Linked DNA regions of Sus scrofa: region 2 is linked to region 1. The links are chromatin contacts, called in public HiChIP or PLAC-seq maps. All regions are on one chromosome and are shown on one strand. Each heading gives the region's core, a stretch centred on a gene start, on an enhancer-like site or on the middle of the called end of the contact. The rest is flanking DNA. Distances are from core to core; before and after follow the strand shown. Region 1 holds the start of ZEB2 (zinc finger E-box-binding homeobox 2). Region 2 overlaps ZEB2 (zinc finger E-box-binding homeobox 2).

The links. HiChIP or PLAC-seq counts read pairs in DNA pulled down with a chosen protein or histone mark.
Region 2: a contact with region 1 is called in an H3K27ac HiChIP or PLAC-seq map of skeletal muscle, with 2.9 times the contacts expected there. The contact joins the enhancer-like site here to the promoter of ZEB2 in region 1. A contact is called at or near these places in 2 of 5 promoter capture datasets (fetal liver and liver), 4 of 47 Hi-C or Micro-C datasets (embryonic fibroblasts, fetal heart ventricle, fetal skeletal muscle and 1 more) and 2 of 2 datasets of contacts at active chromatin or transcription factors (alveolar macrophages and skeletal muscle).

What each region holds. Positions count from the first base shown.
Region 1 is chr15:7,496,479-7,503,307 of Sscrofa11.1, reverse strand. ZEB2 (zinc finger E-box-binding homeobox 2) reads right to left here and starts at 4,429. Exons shown (of 10, transcript XM_021076506.1): 1 at 3,965-4,429; 2 at 1,304-1,445. The coding sequence starts at 1,376. LOC110257199 reads left to right here. Exons shown (of 2, transcript XR_002339482.1): 2 at 3,985-4,078. It overlaps LOC110257200 (a long non-coding RNA gene), which reads right to left. Exons shown (of 2, transcript XR_002339483.1): 2 at 6,382-6,829.
Region 2 is chr15:7,608,350-7,615,178 of Sscrofa11.1, reverse strand. It overlaps ZEB2 (zinc finger E-box-binding homeobox 2), which reads right to left. Exons shown (of 10, transcript XM_021076506.1): 5 at 3,846-4,034; 6 at 2,936-3,150; 7 at 106-214. Among named protein-coding and RNA genes, the nearest start is that of ZEB2, 110 kb to the right of the region's middle. Within about 2 kb of position 3,173, at least 8 of the 83 cell types and tissues checked have an H3K27ac peak or open chromatin away from gene starts, as enhancers often do. A contact at or near this core is called in fetal skeletal muscle and skeletal muscle, where this site is marked.

The sequences.
Region 1 (6,829 bases), core at 3,180-5,679:
ACAATGGTCTTCTCTAGAGAAAAGTTGCTCCAAGTGGGCCCCGGCGGTCCCGCGAGGCGCGGGCTGGGCTTGCGGGAGGCCCGAGGCCAGGCCGGCGCCGCGTCCCCGGGTCCGGCTTGGGAGCGTCAACGCGGCCCCGCGCCGGGTGATCAGGCTGAGAGCGAGGGGAGCGAGAAGTTTCCTTTCCCAGTCTGAGCTGGCGCTAGTTCGCTTGTTTGTTTTGGGGGGTTGGTTTTTCTTTTTAAACTCAGTATCCTCCGTCAGCTCCCCCACCCCCCCGGCACCCTGTCTGGTCCCCAGCTCTCTCCCCTCCCCCAGGCGCCTTCTGCGCTCTTGCCAATCACTTTTCTCTTTTATTCCCACGATTTTGTTTGGGGTAATACCTAGGAGGTCTTTCTCTCTCTCTCCCTTCCTCTCGCTTCCTCTCTCACTCGCTCCCTTCTCTGACCCTTCCCGAGATGTTTCTGCTAAACTGTCAACCCTCTGATCTCCCACCTCTGCTCTACGTGTCCCCCTCGCGCCCCCATCTCCTTCCTCCTTGACTCAGCTTGGATAACGGGCTCCTCCTGACCATGTTGAAACTGCCCGGAAAAGTCTCCCTGAGCTCTCCGATTCCGCCAGCCCCCGGCGTGGGACCAGAGCCTGTTGGAGAGGAACCACCCGCCCCCGAGCCCGCACCGATCTCGCCGGACCCCGCGCGGGGCCGACGGAGTCCCTCCCACACCAGGGTCCGGGCGCGCCCGGCCGGGCCCCGTTGCCTGCGGACCGTTACTTGGCGTATGCAGAGGCGGCCGGGCGACTCCGGCAAGAAACTTTAAGCCTTGCGAAGGCACAGCCCCAGGCCTCCTCTCCTGCCCTCGCAGTCCCTCTGCCACCCCCGCCCCCGCCCCGGGATCCAGTACGACCCGGCGCCGGGGCCCCCGCCCTGCCTTCGCCGGACGCTCCCTAAGCCCAGCCGGGGAGCCGGCGGGCCGGGCGCTAGTGGAGCGGGAGGCGGAGGCTGAGGGAGGGCGGAGGCGGGGGCGCAGGGGGCGGCGGGGGTGGGGGCGCGGGGCCCCGGCCGGACCCCAGCTCTCGGAGCCCCCGGCGCCTGACGCTCACTTTGCCGGGCACTTCCCCAACTCCCCCCTGTCCAGTCGCCGCGCGCGCCGGGCTCCAGGGCCGGCCGCGGAGGGAGGCTCGCCTGCGAGCCCTGGGCGCCGCCGCCGCCGCCGCCTCGGTTCCTTTTCCCGTTCCCCCTCCTTCTCCCCCGGTCTGGAGCCGCGGAGTGGCCCGGAAAAGTTTGGTTTGGGCCGCTTCTTACCGTTTTTCCTCCTGGGATTGGCTTGTTTGCGCCTCTTGCACCGGGGGCCATCCGCCATGATCGGCTGCTTCATTGATAAGAGCGGATCAGATGGCAGTTCGCATGGACTCGGCGCCCTGCTTCGGCAGCACGCAGGCTCGATCTAGCAACCAAACACAGCGACAATGTGGGCATCGCCCGCGCCCATTGAAACGCGCGCGGGCCGCCCAGGGGAGCCGGGCCAGGGCCCCGGCGAGCACCCATCCGCGCCCCCCAACGCCAAAGCGAAACTTCGGCGGCCCCCTCCCCGCCCCCCACCCCCAGCCTTGGCCCCGAGGCGCTTTGTGTTTGTTACTGTTTGGTGTGTTGCACCCGCGAGGGGATCAGAGAGACAAGAATTACATCTTCAAAATGAGTCATAACTCCTGACCGTATGAGGGAATGCACACGGCGGTACAGTAAGGCTGCTTGACTCAGGGCTAGGCGGACCCTTTCCTCCGAAAAGTCCTCAGCCTGGCTCGGAACTTGGGGTGAGGCGAGGCTTTCTTTAGCCCTCATCTTGTCTCATCCCCCCCCACCCCATTCCCCAGAGGAAGCAAACAAACAAACAAACAAACAACGCGAAACAACCCCCGGATGAAGCACACTTGGGCAAATTGATAATAGTAATTATAGGAAGCCCACTCGTCCCGCGCCCCCTCCCCTCCCCTTTCGGAGTTTATCGAGGCACTGTCTCTTCCTCCCCCCTCACCTCCGCCCCCAAATTAAAATTTCCCGTTTCACGCCGCAATAAAAAATATAATTATAAGCTTCTTTGGACACTGTCCCTTCCCCCCAACCTTCGCCACTTTGACAATATTTACTTAAGTATTTCCCCCCACCTCACTCACACACATGCTCCCCCACACTGGTTCCCTTAAATAGTTCCAGTAGAAAATTGTTTTTTCCCCTCAAGAAAGGAAAGAGAAAGTCCAACCGCGACGGCAATACTTTTAAGCTCTACTAAACGATCGTATCCTTTCTGGCTTCGAAACTTTTGTACCTAAAAATCGAGAGAGGCGCTGCATTTTTTTCAGCTGAAACTGTCAAAACTTGGAGAAGGGGAACCTCAGAGGCAGGCTGGAGAGGAGGAGAATCCCGAAACTCGGTGGAGGTTGGGAAGATGCTGTGCCTCGAGGATTAGTTTAAACAGGGGGCTATAAAAGATGTAACAGATGCAAACTGTAACACAAGGGCCATTAACCCTTTCTCTGCCGAGCACACTCAGTCCCCACGTCCCGCACCTATTGTCTCCTGTGCTAAAGGCTTTGCGGAAAACCTGGAAAGTGAGTATCAGTTTCCACACATTTGCTGACAGGGGTGGAGGTTGGGGGGGCGGTGGGCAGAAAGAAGGGGAAGTGGATGATTTAGAAAGCACCTTGAATTTAACCTAGGCATAGTGGGAGACTTTTAACACATTTTCTCATTTCTTGGCTCTCCTATGGATTTGAAATTGTTGGGAAAAATTCCTGAAATAAAGAAATGGTCACACAAGTATCTGGGATGAAACAGCTGGCCTGTCTGTATTCATGCTGAGACTTACACACGATTGCATATAAATATATGTTTAATAAAGTAAGCTGCTAGTTTTATGAGCATTTGTGTGTGAGGGAGAGACAGGGCATTTGTGCTGTAAACTTTATCTTTGCCTGTTATTTCTAACTCTGGAGTTAGTAATCTTGCCTTCATCATTATAGGGGGAGCATGTAAAATATATAAGTAAGTGGGAGATAAACACATTCATGTTAGCGGGGCTCACCACTGTTCCTGGGAACTCCTGCTATCTCTCTTGACTTTTCAGTGCCAAAGTATGGCATGGAATATTTGTATGTATGTGTCTCCTGTGAAATCCATGTCTATATTACTTTGCCATTTGAAATACAATTTCAAAAGTTATCCCTAATTTAAAACTCTAATATCCTGACAGTTTTCTTCCCAACTGTAGTGACCCCCCCCCCCACTACTTTGGTAAACGACTCAAGTTCCATGAGGACTTTCACTTCTTTATTTATCATCACAGAAGTGAGGTGTTACTTCACATACACACACACACAAAGAATGAAATAAAGAAATGAAACTCGCTAAGCAGACAAAAACAAGCAACTTTCTGCTTAGAAAACAGCCTTCTTCGGTAGAAAAGGTTGGACTGCCATATCTAAGAGAAAGACTTGCTCCCGAATTTGGTAGGTTTGTATCCATCAAGTTTTGTAATTATTAACAGGTATTTGCCAAGTTTTAATTGCTGAATACAATGAATTGGAATTAGACATGACAATAGAGCAGAACCTCTCCCCCTGAAGAGTTTTTATTCCAACCACATAGTTCTCAATAAAACTTTTCCTAGGCTGGGTAGCAAAAGGCACCTTTGGTTACCTGAATGGACAGGTACAGGGCAAATTATTTGGAGGAGGAAAAAAGAGAAAAGGAAGGAGAGAGAGAGGGAGTGAGAGAGAAATCCAAGAAGTCACTCTTGGGAAAAGCTTGCCGTAAAGGAGCTAAACCCACCTGAAATTCCTACCCACAGACACTCCTTCGCACTTCAGACTCCCATCCTCACTTAAAAGGAGAAAATCATGAAAGGAGGGTGGGGGATGACCATGCCAAAAAGGAATAAAAAGAGAGAAAAGGGGGAAAAAAACCTACCTGCGAAGTCTTGTTTGTAGTTTTGGCCAGAAATGGTGAGAAGAAAAAGCATGAAGAAGCCGCGAAGTGTGGGGAAGAAAAAGGTGGAAGCGAAGAAACAGCTCCCGGAGCAAACTGTACAAAACCTCGCCAAGAGTGTCGGGAGGCAGGACCGTTATTCCTGCGGAGCAGGTTAGAACTGATCTCTTTCGGCCACTCCAGGAAACACAAACCTGGGGACGGACTGACGTGTTACGCCTCTTCTAATGACATTTTTTTCTTTTTCTTTTCTGTAGGAGAGAGAGAGACCCTGAAACACGCGCCACCTATCTTTGTGGGGAGGGATAATTGAAGCGCCCTGAGCGTGAGCATCATGTGAAAACGTGATCGCCAAGTTTCTCTCTGGGAAAGGATCTGGGATAGATTATACCTTGAAGTCTCCGCAAACGCTTTAGTGGAAGAAATGAAATTCCACCTCCCTCCCTTCCTCTCTCCCTCCCTCTCGCCTCCCTCCCTCCCTTCTCCACGCCCCCCCCCCCCCCGTAAAGCCTTTGGCATCATTATCCTCATCTCCTCATCACTAAATCCTACAGAGTACAGGGCGGAAAACGGTGCACACCATTCACAGAACTGGAGAACTCTTAAGGGGCGAAAGTTAAAGGGAAAGATCCCGGTTCTTCAATCCAGATCGCTTCTTCTTATACAGATATCTCTAATGACCAGATTTGAGATGCACATTAAGTTGTGTGGATTTCTCAGCACAGCTTCTGGAACTAAATTTTTTGCCCTTTCTCTTATTTTTTTGTCTTTTTAGATGCCAGAGCCAGAAAAAAAAAATGTTGCATGTGAACTGCATTTTAGGGTGTGTGTTGGGGGTGTGTGTGTGTGATGAATTTCTGGATTGGATCCCAATACTAAAAAGTGGTTTGGCATTTTTAAAAAGGGTCTCTAAGTGAATTAACATAGCGGGCTGAGTTGCCTCGATCTCTGAGTCTCTCTACATCTCACGGAGACCTCACTACAAAGTGAGGGAGTGTGTGTGTGTGTGTGTGTGTGTGTGTGTGTGTGTAGGGAGGCAGGAGGAATAGGAGAAAGGCCATAGAGGAACTTAGCAGGGAAGGATGAGCATGATATTAAACGGCATGGGGTCTAAGTTTTGGAGTATACATTTTTTGATATTGCAATTAAAGTAAAATTAAAAAGAAAAGACTCCACCTTTGCTCTGAAGGGATTGGTTATGTAAATATGGAAGGGATTTCCTGGAGAATACAGCTTTCTACTGTATGGTTAATTAAATAATCACTCAAAAGCTTCCAACGTGACGCTTCTGTCGTAATCCAATCAGGTTACATAGGTCCTAAACAAGAAAGATATTTTCCACATCTGGAAGTCAGCAATTTAGCAAGTACTGCACATTATTAACCAATTCAGAGCCCACTTCCCAGGGGAATTTTTTTTGAAGTTTAAGTGTTCTTAACCAATGCTCTGCTGTTTTGTTAATCAAAAAGCTGGTTTACACTGCACATAATTGGAACTAATATAGAAGTAAATAAAGACAGCCAAATTTGAGGATGCTGAGCACAGGCATTTATAGGAAAAGGAAGAAATCTCTTAGCCTCCAGTGGTTCAGGCTCAGTTTCTTAAAGAACTGTGAGGTTTTTTTGTTGTTGTTGTTGTTGTTGTTGTTTTAAGAGTGAAAGTGCTTGAGAACCTCAGAGCACAAATAAACTTTCAGTCCCACTGCCTTTGGGCTTTCTTGCAAAGGTAAAGGTGGAGGTGTCAAGAGGACTGAAGAGCAGCCTCATGCCAAAATTTTCTGCTTTAATATTGTTAATATGTTACAGCCCCCTGTTTTCAGTCTGATGAAATCTGAAACAAATAACACCCTGATCCAACACTAGACTTTTACTTATATTAAGATAAACTGCTTTGAACTGTGCTTTGAAATGTGTGCCTAAAGCAAGACTTTGAATGCAAGACTCACTGGCAATTGCACTCAGAGGAGGGAAAAGCCACCACAAGAGTTGCCACATCCACACTCCCAGAGGTGCATGTCTTTGTATTTTGTATGTTTATTTTTTTTAAGGGGGGGAGCAGTAGCCACCCAGCATGACCACAGCTAGTTCTGACTTTAGCCTACAAGAAAGTACATTTTCACTATTGGTTACAGACTCACTTCTTTCCCACCTTGAGTATTTATTACACTGAGAATCTTCTCACCCATCCCATTACAGATAAATTACCTGTAGAGGAGCATTCAAGATCATCAGTGTAAAATTAATAATAAAAAAAGAAAACTAAAGACTTCCAACAGAGGTCAGGCACATTCTCCACCTTATGTTGTGCATTTCTTTTAATATTTCTATCTCTATAAATATATGACTTATCAACTTCCTCTTCTGAGATTTATTTCTATTATTAATGTCCTTTTTTCTTTCTCTTCCCACTTTTTTATTTAAAAAAAAGTCAATTCCAGCTTTCTCTAGAAGTTTGCTTTTCAGCCTTTCCTCTTCCATTTCTAGGAAAAAGCTGTCCCTTGCATGGAGTGATTCCAGACAATACTCTACCTCAGGAACCCAGGTAGCCACTGGAGCTTCCAGCCCAGACACACACTCACTGACAAAAACCTCAGGTCAAAGGATCCTATTGAAAGGCTAACAAATTACTTGTCTTTATTATGTATATTAATGTGAGGTTACTTAGGATCTGACTTAAAAAAAAAAAAAAGAGACAGACAAGTATTTCCATTAAAAACACCTAATCATCTGATTACTCTGGGCTCAGTAATTGTTCAAGTGGCAGGAGGCAGCCTCAACAAGGCATTGGGAGTCCCGATGTGCAAGTATTTGATTTAGGGTAAAAAAGCAATCTTTCAAGTTTCCATTA
Region 2 (6,829 bases), core at 1,924-4,423, 110 kb before region 1:
TTCCAAAAAGCTACAAACAGGATTGTGTAAATTTTACACAATCTTTAAAAAATGCCCCTAATGAAACCAAATGCAAATGTGAGCACCAGCCTCTCTGCTACTCACCACTGTGAATTCGCAGGTGTTCTTTCAGATGGTGTTTATATTTGAAGGCCTTGCCGCACTCTGTGCATTTGAACTTGCGATTACCTGCTCCTTGGGTCAGCATTTGGTGCTATAAAAGGAGAGAGACTGACATCAGTTTTGTGCAGGAGGAACAAAGGAAATTTGTTACAAATATTTTTAAAAGGCCTCTATTTTCAGACAGGCCAAAAGGTTTGAGTGCATGTTTATTTATTTGCCCAGTCTTTCGGAGTTGCAATAAAAGTGATAATGTTGGCAATAAAATTGGAACAAATAAAAAAAAGTGCTTTCACATGCGCATCCAACACTTGCTTTAGAATTATCTCTGTAGTCTCTTTTCCAAAATGTTTCTTTGAGCTGTTGGAGATGAGAAAGCATAATTGCAAAGATGTTTCTGGTTCTCTGTGTTCACTGCACATTCTAAGAAATGCAACTATTTCGTCAAGGAAAAAAATAAATATTTTCCTCAAAATCCTAAATAGCCTCCCCCGCAAACCTCCCCACACAAGTAACTGATTTTATCAAATTTCTATACGAATGTAAAAGTATATCTTATACTGAAGCAATATCAAATTTTAAAAAGAAAAAGTGCACATAATGAAAAAAAATCCTTGAATATAAATATTTCATCACATGATAAGCATGTTTAAATACTCCATTCACTGTGCTAGTAGTGACTATAAATACTGTTTTTCCTAAGATATTGCATATAAGATTTGATTCATTCATCAAAGACAACATCATGGGTTAGAGCTGCTTGGGCAGTTTTATCATAGGCCAGTAGAAGAGACTTCACCGACTTGTCATTTTCCTTTTTAGTAGTGTGCTAGGGAGTAGGGATGAAAAAGAAAAGTTTTTGAAAAGACAAGTTAAAAGGAGCAAAGATATAATCAAACACAGCTGACCTTTTTTGAATAAGGGAGAAAAAAGCACTGTGGCTTCAAATTCTGAAAAGGAAGGAGGAGGGAAGGAAGGAAGGAAAGAGAAAGAAAGGAAGGAAGGAAGGAAGGAAGGAAGGAAGGAAGAAAGAAAGAAGGAAAGAAAGAAAGAAAGAAAAAGAAAGAAAGAAAGAAAGAAAGAAAGAAAGAAAGAAAGAAAGAAAGAAAGAAAGAGAAAGAAAGAAGGAAAGAAAGACAGTCATCCACTCTGGATGCTTAAGGTAGGAGGCCAGCCTTTTTCAAGCAGCAATGACACAAAAGCCTTTTGCAAAAAGACAGCACAGAAACGGTATGACAACTGCTAGGGTGTGCTGAATCTTCCCACATTCCTAGTGAGACAGATGGTGTTACATGGGACACAGGGAGGTTTGTTCAAACAGCAGCAACCTTCAAAGATCAAGCGGAGCCCAGCCCGCCGAGCGCCATTGAGGGACCAGCGCTCATATGTTGCTGAGTTGCATAAACAAACAGCAACAGCTGCTTTGTCTCCCCCCACAGCCCTCAGAGGACTACTATAAACTTTAGTTGTGCCACTGTTAATATGATACAATCATTTTAATTTACTAATTGTAAATGCCATGAGCAAATGAGGGGACTTTTCAACACCAAAGCTACCATTCATAATGCGCCAACACAATCACACTTCTGCATGTGAAATTTAAAGCAGTTATGCTAGACAAATATCTAGGCACTTTTTTTTTTCCTGGAGTTTTTATGCACATAAGCAAAGGAAGATAAACTGTTACATAAGTGTAACTATGCAAGCATAGTTTTTATAACTGAACTTTGAAAAATATTCAGGTGACAAGTTCAATCAGATAGAAATGATTTATATAAGCTGTTTTCTTAGAAGAGTGAAATTCCATAATCTAGTATCATCACCATTGCTTGATCGTGTTTGCTTATTCTCATCTTCCTGATTCAAAGAGAATAAAGCCCATAAAAAAGAAACATAAGAATGTTAGAGAATATCCTGTTCAATAATTTTAAAAACAAATATGGTATCAGGCTTTATACAGGGTGGTTCCAGGTTTGTAGGGCTAGTTGTTGGGACTTAAGGCAGACCATAATACCAATCTGCAGTCAATGCTCCCAGGGGGACAGAAAGAACAGTTTTGATAAAACATTTAGGGGACACTATGAATGAATCCTATTCCATCATTTTAAGGATTTAAGAAGCTATGCTAACCTGTTCAAGATAGTTTTTATTTTTAACACAAGTAAGCCAAAAGAGGCAGGGCAGTTTTAAGACTTAGCAACAAAGATGCAACATATCAAGAAGGGATCATTTTTATTGTGTATCTAACATTTTAGTATTAATCCAGTTTCCTTCGTATAGATATGCATACACATTAGATGCTTTTTTGATTTTCCTTAAAACACTTAATTAGATTTCATAAACTAGTAGCAGCTTGTAAAAACAGTCTAAGTAATTGAAGATGTTATGTGACCAACGAAAAAATACACGCTCCTTTTACTATGACTTGGATCCTATATGAAGAGAAAAAATTTCTAAGTAAAACTAGGTAAAAAATGGAATTAAAATTGCTGAGATGTTTAATACTGTATAATTAAAATGCTACAATTTCATTCACTTTTTGTGGAACATAAAGATGAAACTAAAGTCAAGTTAAAGTGCAAATAAAATTTCTAAATTAGAAATTAACACACTCATTCGATCGTGAACATAAGACTATTAAATCATATTAGAAGAGACCATCAAAAAATCATTTAGACCTCAATTAAAGCTATTACCATTAAAAGATCTGCATCTTCAAAATGCCATGAAAAATTAATAATGATTGCCAATCAAAGCAATATCGTTTCTCTAAGGGGTTATTATAGAAAGAAATCACTTAAAACCAACCCCCCACCTGATCTGTGCCTGGCTTGTGCGTCACCATATGCCGCTCGAGCTGGGTGCGGTAGGCAAACGTGTAGCTACAAAGAGGGCAGGAGAAGTTCTCCTCATTCTTCTCGTGGCGATACTTGATGTGCTCCTTCAGCGATGTCAAGCGCTTGTAGCCCCGGTCGCAGTAGGGGCAGGTCAGCAGTTGGGCAAAAGCATCTGGAGTTCCAGGTGGCAGGTCTGTAGCCGAGAGACGAGAGGGAGAGAAGCGGGCCAAAAGGTCAGTAAATCAATGGCAGCTAATGGGCTGACTGCCCGGGATGGTGTGACAGGAATCACTGCAATCTGCTCCACGAGAGTGCCATCATCACACGTGGCCTCCCCGCATGCAGGTCCCCTCGCACACCCAGCACAGACTTGTCGGAATCAGCTCACACTGCGCTGGAAAATTAATTAATTACTGGAGCGTTTGGGGGAGAATTTAAACAGCTGATAAATGAGGAAATTCTCTTTAGGTGACTGACAGTTCGTAGCAAACCTTTAGTCACATGTGACCCAGGAATTCACAGAGTGAAGGAGCTTTTCAGGTGTCCCCGGAAAGAAGAAGGAAAGGTCAGGGTCAGTATTTCTAAACTTTTTTTTTCTCCTCAAAAGTGAAATATTTTGGAAAGATAGGAATCAATTTAGATATTTTTATCTCTTAGAAATAGGCTCTAATTGTTCTTGTTCTTTATTGGATGTACAGATGACACAAATTTGCTGACAAAAAAATTTCACAATACCCTAAAATTACAGTTCTAATCTTTGCTCATGAAATTCCATGCCTCTGCAGCTGTTCTTCAAATTTTAAGGTAAACACCCAGGCATGTAGTGCATTTGTAATTGTAACAGCTGCAGAGGTCAGCATCGTGGCTAAAAATGAATTACAGCCTCACCATTTTCTTCCTGCCCATTGGCCTCTGGCGTGCCAAGGCGAGACAGCTCCTCAGGGGCTTCTGGGTAAATAATGGCTGTGTCACTGCGCTGAAGGTACTCTTCGATGCTGACTGCATGGCCATCTCGTTCCTCCAGTTTTCTTTTGGCAAAGTATTCCTCAAAGTCTGATGTGCAATTTGCATTCTTAACTGAAACGGTAAAAAGGAGACGAAATGTCTTCTCAAGGCCTTTTTCCTAGAAACCCATGACTGCCTTCATCACCATAAGACACATTGACTTGCAAAAAAGATAACCAGTACCTAGCTGATTTGTAGGAAGTGTTGAAGATGACCAGTGACTGACTGAATGCTTATTCTCATAATATATGCCAAAAAAGAGGAGAGGACACTTTGCTTTAAGTTACATGGGCATATTTTATTTTCCTCTTCCTGGAACACTAGTCTGTGTGAGTCACAAAGAATGAAAGAAAATTTTAAGTATTTTTCAGGGAAAATTAACAAAAAAAGAACTACATTCCAAGATCCGAAAACATGAGAGATAGCGTGAGCTCAAAGCTACTTTAATGGTCTATATAAAACTTCCTTTTAAGAAAGGTATATTTAATTTTTTATGGTCCACTAAACTTAACATTCCTCTAACCACATATACATCCTGTTGCCAAATATAAGCTTTTAACCCTTCACTCTCTGAACATCACAGACCACTAGGATTATACAGTCAGAGAGAGATGCAAAAGGAAAGATAACCCTAGAGAGATAATAATGGGACTTTGTTAAAAAATCATGGAATGTGGGAGTTTATCTTTCCTTAAAATTTCAGTGTTTAGCTCAGTATTTTAAAGCTGCTGAAAATAAAATTAAACTCACACTGATAGATACAAAATAAAAAGTAGCAGACGGAATTAAGAAAGTGACTATACTGTTGTGTGATTTTTATATGATATTTAACTTGTATAGTTATGACTCTATTCCCATGATACGAATAATAGTTGTAAATCAATTTTAGCTACTTCTGTCACAAGACTGTCTATTTGAAATTTGTAGATACGTTTCTGAAATAAGTAGTGGCTTAAATATCCTAAGTAAAAACTTTTGTGCACAAGACAGTGTTGGGAGAATGGCGGCCACATTTTTCTCTACCAGAAGTAAGTGAAAAAGAGCCTTCTGCCAGTACAAGTAATGGTGGAGCCATAGTTTTTGAGAGCAGTTAACCTTGATTCCACTATTCTTTACCTTACCTTCTCTGTCATAAAAGATATTACAGTACTTGCCATCCTAATTTCCCAGGAAATTTGTGGCAGGGTGGTGTTCAAGCAAGCCAATCAATTTTTATTTTTATTTTTGGCTTTCACTGTTATGAACTGCTAAGAGTATAGAAAGTGGAACCTTCAATTAATCAAGTATTTACTGAATGCCTGGTATGTGACGAGCATCATGTCTTGTTTGGATAAGCAAAAAACAATCCAGCCTCATTCCCCAGGAAGCCTTGAGATTGATCAATACAACTGATACTCTCTCAAAAATATATCTTACAAACTCAGATAAGCATCATGAAAGAAAGCTGTACAGTGGTATTATAGGAGTAACAGGGGGACCTGTTGAGAACTGGAGGAAGTCTGGGAGATCAGGAAAGCCTTAATTGAGAAGCATGAAGTTAACTAACTTTAGAAGCTACTGTAGAGCGGTGGTGACCAGAAAGAACATGGAACATTTATAGGATCTAAAAGGACCCTGTTAGAGTATGGAAAGGGGAGCAGCATGTTGTAAGGGTGGAGAGGAAGGCAGTGACCAAACCCTACAGTGTGTGCTAGCCCTATTAAGATTTGGGTTTTCTTCTAAGAGGAATAGGAGGCCACTGAAGGGTATCAAGCAAGAAGAATGACTGGATGAATTTAGGGATTATCTGCATTTTTTTTTTTTTTAATAGCCGCACTCTGGGCATATGGAAGTTCCCAGGCCAAGAACTGAATCCAATTTGCAGCTGCAACTTATGCTGCAGCTGTGGCAATGCCAGATCCTTTAACCAGAGATAGACTCTGAACCACCACAGCAACCCATGCCACTGCAGTTGGATTCTTAACCCACTGTACCACATCAAGAACTCCAGTCTGCATTTTTAAAATGACAGTGTGATAGGGATTGCAGGAAGGGAAAAGGAGATTCTGGAAAGCCACTTAGGAGTCTCTTGCCATTGGTCAGGCAAATGATAAAGGTTAAAGAATTGGTTATGGAGACTGTAAGAAGTAGCTAGATTTGAGAGGTACTTAAATAGTAAGATCATTAGATTTGGGAAAGGATTGGGTGTGCCAAGGAGGGATGAGGCTAAGATTCTCCTTAAGTTCAGTCTTTTTGAATTTGATGGATTTAAGTGACATTTACCAAAGCAAGAAACATGGGAATCCTAAAAAGACTTGGAACTATGAAGGAATACATTGGATCAAATAAAAGGAAACTGGGGAGCATTACACTTTGTAGACTATTAAACTAAGTGCTTACCATCTGAATACTGTGATCTCAAACCTTTCTCTTTTGCCACTCCAACTTGTGTTAATATTAATGAAAGCAATTGCATTCTTCCTTCAAATATGGGTTTGGAATGTGCAATAGTGGATTAGGATTTTATATATTAAAGTTTCATTTAAATCTTCTCTTACAATCTTAAGTCTCAACATCTTTTCTTAGAAGAGGACAGACACTGATAAAGATCATTTTTCCTCCAGTCTACTGCCACGGATGTTTTCCAGAGGATACTTATTGGTGGTGATTGTGTTGGTGTCATTTAACTTACACCATTAAGTCACTAGGGAGTATGAAAGAACTGCCAGCTTGCATAAACTATCTGTTCATCATTTTGGATCATCAAAATAACTTCAGATCTATCAAAAATGATCTTTTGTTTTAAAGGGAAGGGAAGATAAAAGGGACAAAATATATGGGTCCAAGATGAACCTGTTTTGAACGACTTGACTGATTTGACCAGGGAC